Regions from separate parts of the Gossypium hirsutum genome. Here region 2 is linked to region 1. The links are chromatin contacts, called in public Hi-C maps. All regions are on one chromosome and are shown on one strand. The core of a region is the stretch at or near the end of the contact, and the rest is flanking DNA. Distances in the headings are between cores, read along the strand shown. Region 1 holds the start of LOC107910246 (14-3-3-like protein B). Region 2 has its middle 6.2 kb from the start of LOC121215004.

What was found. Hi-C and Micro-C count contacts between places; a contact is called where the count stands out from the background.
Region 2: a contact with region 1 is called in a Hi-C map of leaf, with 2.9 times the contacts expected there. The contact joins the enhancer-like site here to the promoter of LOC107910246 in region 1. A contact is called at or near these places in 8 of 34 Hi-C or Micro-C datasets (callus, hypocotyl, leaf and 1 more).

What each region holds. Positions count from the first base shown.
Region 1 is chrD02:15,035,536-15,038,557 of Gossypium_hirsutum_v2.1, forward strand. It overlaps LOC107910246 (14-3-3-like protein B), which reads right to left and starts at 1,466. Exons shown (of 4, transcript XM_016838035.2): 1 at 698-1,466; 2 at 400-522. The coding sequence starts at 1,195.
Region 2 is chrD02:15,164,991-15,168,012 of Gossypium_hirsutum_v2.1, forward strand. No RefSeq gene overlaps it. Among protein-coding and RNA genes, the nearest start is that of LOC121215004, 6.2 kb to the left of the region's middle. Within about 2 kb of position 1,466, at least 6 of the 9 cell types and tissues checked have an H3K27ac peak or open chromatin away from gene starts, as enhancers often do. A contact at or near this core is called in leaf, where this site is marked.

The DNA.
Region 1 (3,022 bases), core at 216-2,715:
TGTTCAACTCTTCATTTTTCTTAAAACACCCGTATCTGACTTACTAGGACACGGATATGGAATATCACCCTCCAAATATATATGACTTAATTGCTCATAAGGATTTGGTTTAGCAGATCTGCATCAAAAAACATTATTCACTATAGCTAACACCCTGATTTAACACTAGTTTCTTCCCAAGTTCACAAATTTCAAAATGAGAAGTGAGTTTAAAGTAATAGAATGATGAGAATCAAACAAATACAAATGGAGCTATCTTTTCGCAATTATCTGAACAAAAAATTATTTAACTAATGCTGGTTCATACTTTAATCTAATAGGCTCCAGATTAAACTAAATGGTGGATTTATAGCATAAAACATGATAATGTGGTAACAAAAATAACAGAGGAAAACGCACCTGTTTAGCCATGCTACATGCCTTGTCTGACTGATTGAGAATCTCATAGTAGAACACCGAGAAATTCAGTGCTAGCCCCAATCTGATCGGGTGCGTCGGTGCTAGATCCGCCAGTGCAATATCCTTCATTCAGTTCAACACAAAAATCTAAAGAATCAACTTTGGAAGAAGAAAATATGAAAGAGGTTTCAAAATCGAAGCCCCAACCGTAAAGTCATATTCCCCCAAGTCAACATCCAAAATTGTACTGTAAAATTCAACTATTCAGCCAAAGCTTGAGCTGGAGTTAAAATGTTACCTGAGCAGCCTTGTAAGACAACATAGTATCTTCGGCAGCGGCTTTCCTCTCATCACCAACCTTAAACTCCGCTAAATAGCGATGATAATCTCCTTTCATCTTCAAATAGAAAACCTTGGACTCACTAGCAGTAGCAGAGGGGATCAGATTCGACTCCAATAAAGTCAAGATACTAGCGCAAACTTCCGACAATTCGGATTCAATCTTGGATTTGTACTCCTTAACCAGCACAACATGTTCCTCGTTCTTTCGACCTTCTTCTTTCTGCTCGATGGAAGAAACGATTCTCCACGCGGCACGTAGAGATCCGATGACGTTTTTGTAGGCGACGGAGAGAAGGTTCCTTTCCTCGACAGTTAATTCAGCGGCTGGGGTTGAGCCGAGGACCAGTTTTTGCATGAACTGAACCATCTCCTCATAGCGCTCAGCTTGCTCGGATAGCTTCGCTAAGTAAACGTACTGATCGCGGCTCAGGTTGTCGGGGGCCGTCGTCGCCATTTGCAGTAATGGTGGGTTTCGTGGGAGAGAACGTTTTTCCTCTTTTCTTTTTTTTTTTTTTTTTGCGCTTTCGGGTGTGACGCTGAAGGCCTGAAGATTTAGAGGTGTTTTTTTTTTTAATGCAAGATTGAGGAGGGTATAGTGGTAATTAAAAATGAGAATAGAATTGGTTGTTGTTGTTTTTTTTCTTCTTAATTTTATTTAATTAAGATAAACTTATTTTTGAATTTTTGAGCCAAGAAAAGTAGGTTTTGTTGGGGAATCTGGATTTGAAAACTTAATATATTGATTCAGGATTTAAAATGGAATTGGGCGGTTTTGGAGATAAGATTTGCATGTAATAAGTGGGACCCAATCCAGCTCGAAACGGTGTCGTTTTGAGCATGACAGATAACGGTTTCAACGCGAGTATCAAATCAAACTCTATCAAAGGCATCGTCGTTTATAGTTCTCTCCAGCTGGCCTTTGTTTTTTTAAATTGTATTCCTTTTGGCGGCTTTCCCTGTGTTGCAGCAGGCCAGCCAACCAAAATAAAAGTTTTAAAAATATTTATTATTCAAAAATTACTATCTATGAATGAATTATGCTAAAATATGGATACGGCTTAAAAGTAGAACGCTTCCAATGGGTTGGATGAAGTTGGAACTGCATCTTAATGCAGACCACATCAATGTATTAAGTTAAGAATTTTTATAAAAACAAGGCTAAATTATTTAATTGGTCACTCAATTTTTAGGATATTTTTATTTTGGTCACCTAAAATAAAATTCTTACACTTTGATCACTCAACTTTTAGGGTACTTTCATTTTAATTATCCAAACATTAAATCTCTAATGACTGTTAACTATCACACTACATCATGTTTACACTTTCATTTTGGTCAGTCAAGAAATATTTTTTGAAAATATTAATTGGGGTAAAAAATCAAGGATTAAAGTGAAAGAGGTAGAAACTAAAATAATACACAAAATTTGTCAATTTTTAATTGTTTATTCCATTACCGAAAATTCTATTTTTTTAATATCGAAAATTTAAATTTCAAAACATCAAAATAAATTGAATAAACTATTGAAACAATTTTATCCATTGATAATGTCAACTGATTTGTACTATAATATTATAATTAATTAATTTAATCTCTTTTTAAATTTTAAAATTAGCGAAATCAACAAATAACTCATATATAATAATTGTCTATTAAATTTATTTTGATTGTATAATTTGGAATCTTCCATGTTAACCTAAAAGTAAAGAAAAATATCCTTCAAATTAATTAAATTAATTTTTTATTCTTTGTTTGGGTAAATAAGCGATGAAAAAATTATGAGTATTGTTTGGCATGGTAGATAAAATTAATTAATTAAATTAATTGTAAGAATTTTTCTTTACTTCTATTTTAACATAGAAAATTCAAGATTATATAGTCAAAATAAATTTGGGTTTCGTAAACAACTATTAAAGACAATAATTTTCATTGATAATTTTGTAAAATAATTTTAAAACATCAAAATAAATTAAATAACTTGTTGAAAATTCTTTATTTATTAATAATGTAAATTGATTTGTTACTATAATTTTGAATCTTAATATTTAAAAATTTATGTTTCAAAACAAAAATTTGGAATTTTCAGCAATGAGATAAACCGGGACAATTTGATCAATTTTGTATATTATTTTAGTTTCTACCGTTTTTCACTTTAATCCTTAATATTTTTACCCAAATCAATATTTAAAAAAGATATTTATTGGGTGACCAAATTGAAAGCAACTTAAAAGTTGAGTGACCAAAATGAAAATGCAAACATGATGTGGTGTCTACAATTAAC
Region 2 (3,022 bases), core at 216-2,715, 130 kb after region 1:
AACAATCCAATTGTCATTATCATTAATGTTATTAGAAAAATGAACAAGTTAATCCCAAACAAATTTCCTCTCATTGACTTTAAGGTGACCATAGATGCAGGTTAGCCATATCTTAAAGTTTTTATCCTCAATATAACAAAAAAGCATATTTTCATTCATTGAAATGACAGAACAATTAATGCTTTTACGCGAAAGGAAAAGGGTACCACCACTACATCCACTACAATCAGTACCCACAAGATGCTCAAAATTCCATCTTGACCTAAGTCTAAGATAGCAATTATGCTTAGCTTTGGTTTCTATAAGAAAGCAACAATCAACGTTGAATCTATCAATTAGCCGAGAGCAGCGGAACATTGTTAGGGGATTTCCCATTCCCCTAACATTCCAGCTAAGGACCTTCATAGCTACTTGGGAGGCTGATCAAGGACAACCTGCCTGAACCTTTCGGCAGAGGCAATAACAGCAGTATCATTTTCAACGGTTACATCAAATTAAAAAACAATTAGGACAAACAACATTGATAAAAATAGCAAAAGAAACAACAATAGAAACAACAGTTGTAAAAGCAGTAGAGACAACCATAGAAAATTTAGAAACAGAAGAGACATTTAAAGCAGCAGTAGTTGAATCATCTTGAACAGAAAGAGGAGGTTCATTCGAGTTTGCAGCTAGATCAATATTTGGGGAAAATGGGGGAGATAGCCTTCTTTGTGGCGATGGGGGGCTAGTTGCAGTGGAGCTTTCCCCTGCAAATATTTTTTTCTTTTTTTGATAAACATATAGACTGGAATCATTGATGGACATAGCATCAAATCTTGCTTCAGCGTCACAGAGAACAATAGTGGGAAATGAGTTGGGTTCCGGACCTTCAAGGTTGGAAGTGTGTCTTCGTTTAGTATCCTCATGACCATAAAAGGCATCAGAAGAGTGTTCCTATAGGGGAATCAAATCTAGGTACTAAAAAGGCAAAATTACCACAGTTTGATTGGGGAAGATTGTGATAAACCGCCACTCTAGGAACTTCCTAAATCTAAAGTGATAGTGATGCAATCAATACTAACACATGTGATTGTAGATTAAGAAATTGTTTAAGGATGTTTAAGGATGGGATTAGATGAGTTTAAATGTACAGTGCATTTATTTATACTAAGTTTATTTACACTAAGTGTATAAACAACGGTGAAGATAAAGATTAAATATTGTAACATATTGTAACAAGAAATAAAAATAAATTAAATATAGTGTATCACATTTCATCTTCACCATTTATCCAAACTCACCCTGTTGTTGAAGCCCACAAAAACAAATAAACAGAGGGGAATTGCTAATTCATGCATCCTACTTATTTAATGAATCCATAGAAAAAAGTCTCTTAAAAATCTTCTACCCAAATTAGGCTCTTTGTGTTGCAGACCATTAGACTTTCCAAGCCCAAAATATTTGTAGCTTCATCTTCTTCAATTTGGGCCAAAGTAGTTAACTACCCAATAGATGCTCCTGCATCAATTCCTCTTCCGAACTATTACTAGTGGGGAACCACTAGAAAAAACAATTTGGCATATAGTTTTCAGGTCTAAGAACGTCTTTTGACTCTAGCCCAACCACCTGCACAGAATTCAATCTATCAAACATAGTGATGTCGTCTTAGTAGCCATGGTATCAATATTAGTAATTTCAAAGTGAACATTAGTAGATTGATTATCAACATAGATAACAAAGTCAAAAGAATTTCTACTAGAATTATCTCCATTGTGAATGACTGTCAGTTGAAGCGTTTAACTGAGCATCAATAACTGGGGCATTTCTTTTTCTTTCTCGCCTAGATCCCTCAGACTGGACTCAGCGTGATTGCCCTCATTTTCAAGGAGAAAACGAGCATTCGTGAACGTAAATTCAGTGTTAGAGAGTCCAATAAATCTGGGAATATTTCTCCTCGAATGAATAGAGGCCCCAGCTAAGGCCGCGGTTTGAAGATACACTTCTCTAGGCATGTAGAACATTGACAATTCAGCAAGGATCCTTTCAATCTGAATAAATTGTCTATCTGCCCACCATTGTTGGTTCCTTTCTCTGTATCAGGCAGCGGTAGCAGGAAATTGTGTATGGATCCTTTCTTCTAAATCATCTTTAGAAGGGATGACTTCATAATAGGGTATAGGGTGACTGAAAGGATTTGGTTGTGGGGAAGAGACAAGAGGGGGGTTAAAATGAGGAACAAATGCAAGAGAAAGGGGGGCCTGCATCGCTATCTTGGTTTTGAGTTTGCTCAGAATCAGTTGGGGGCTTCTTCATTAACAAGAACACTGTTAGATGGCGTGCGCTCATCACTATCATCCTCTTCCTCAACATCTATCGAAGGGTCAGTATCCTCATCATTCTCTTTGGGTTCCACTTATTCCTCTTCAACATTGTTGTTCTCATTAGGACGGTTAAGAGCATCATTTCCAGCCAAATCATTATTATTTGCAACATCATTACCATCATCATGAATATTAATAACATTATTAACACCAAAATGGAAATATCCTCTGGCAAAAGGATATGAAGAACTAATGCGAACAGAGACAGAAGGAATTAGCTCCACATAAGTGGAACGCTTAATACCTCTTGATCCCGAGGCTCGAATGGTACCTCTAAAATGAATCTGATGAACATCAAACTCTCTTTCATAGCCCAGGCTGTCTAATTTCCTCCATTTGTTCATTAATCATATCCTCTACTTCCTGACTATCATGGGGGCAGCTATTTCTGGTCTGGCCTATATTGCCGCATCTGATGCAGACCTTGCATATTCTTTCATAGCAGAAGTCAACCCATTACCTGACTTTGTCATCCCTTTGAACGGTATAGCCTGCAATCAAAGGAAGCAAGGGGTTAATGTTAACACGTACTTTAAGAAATTGGATGTTTAGAGGATTTCTACCATCGTCATCGATATGGATTACTCGCCCTACTATTTTTCCCAAGCGAGTTGCAACTATACCTGTTTATGTCCGCCGAAAAGTGAAAGGATTTGATT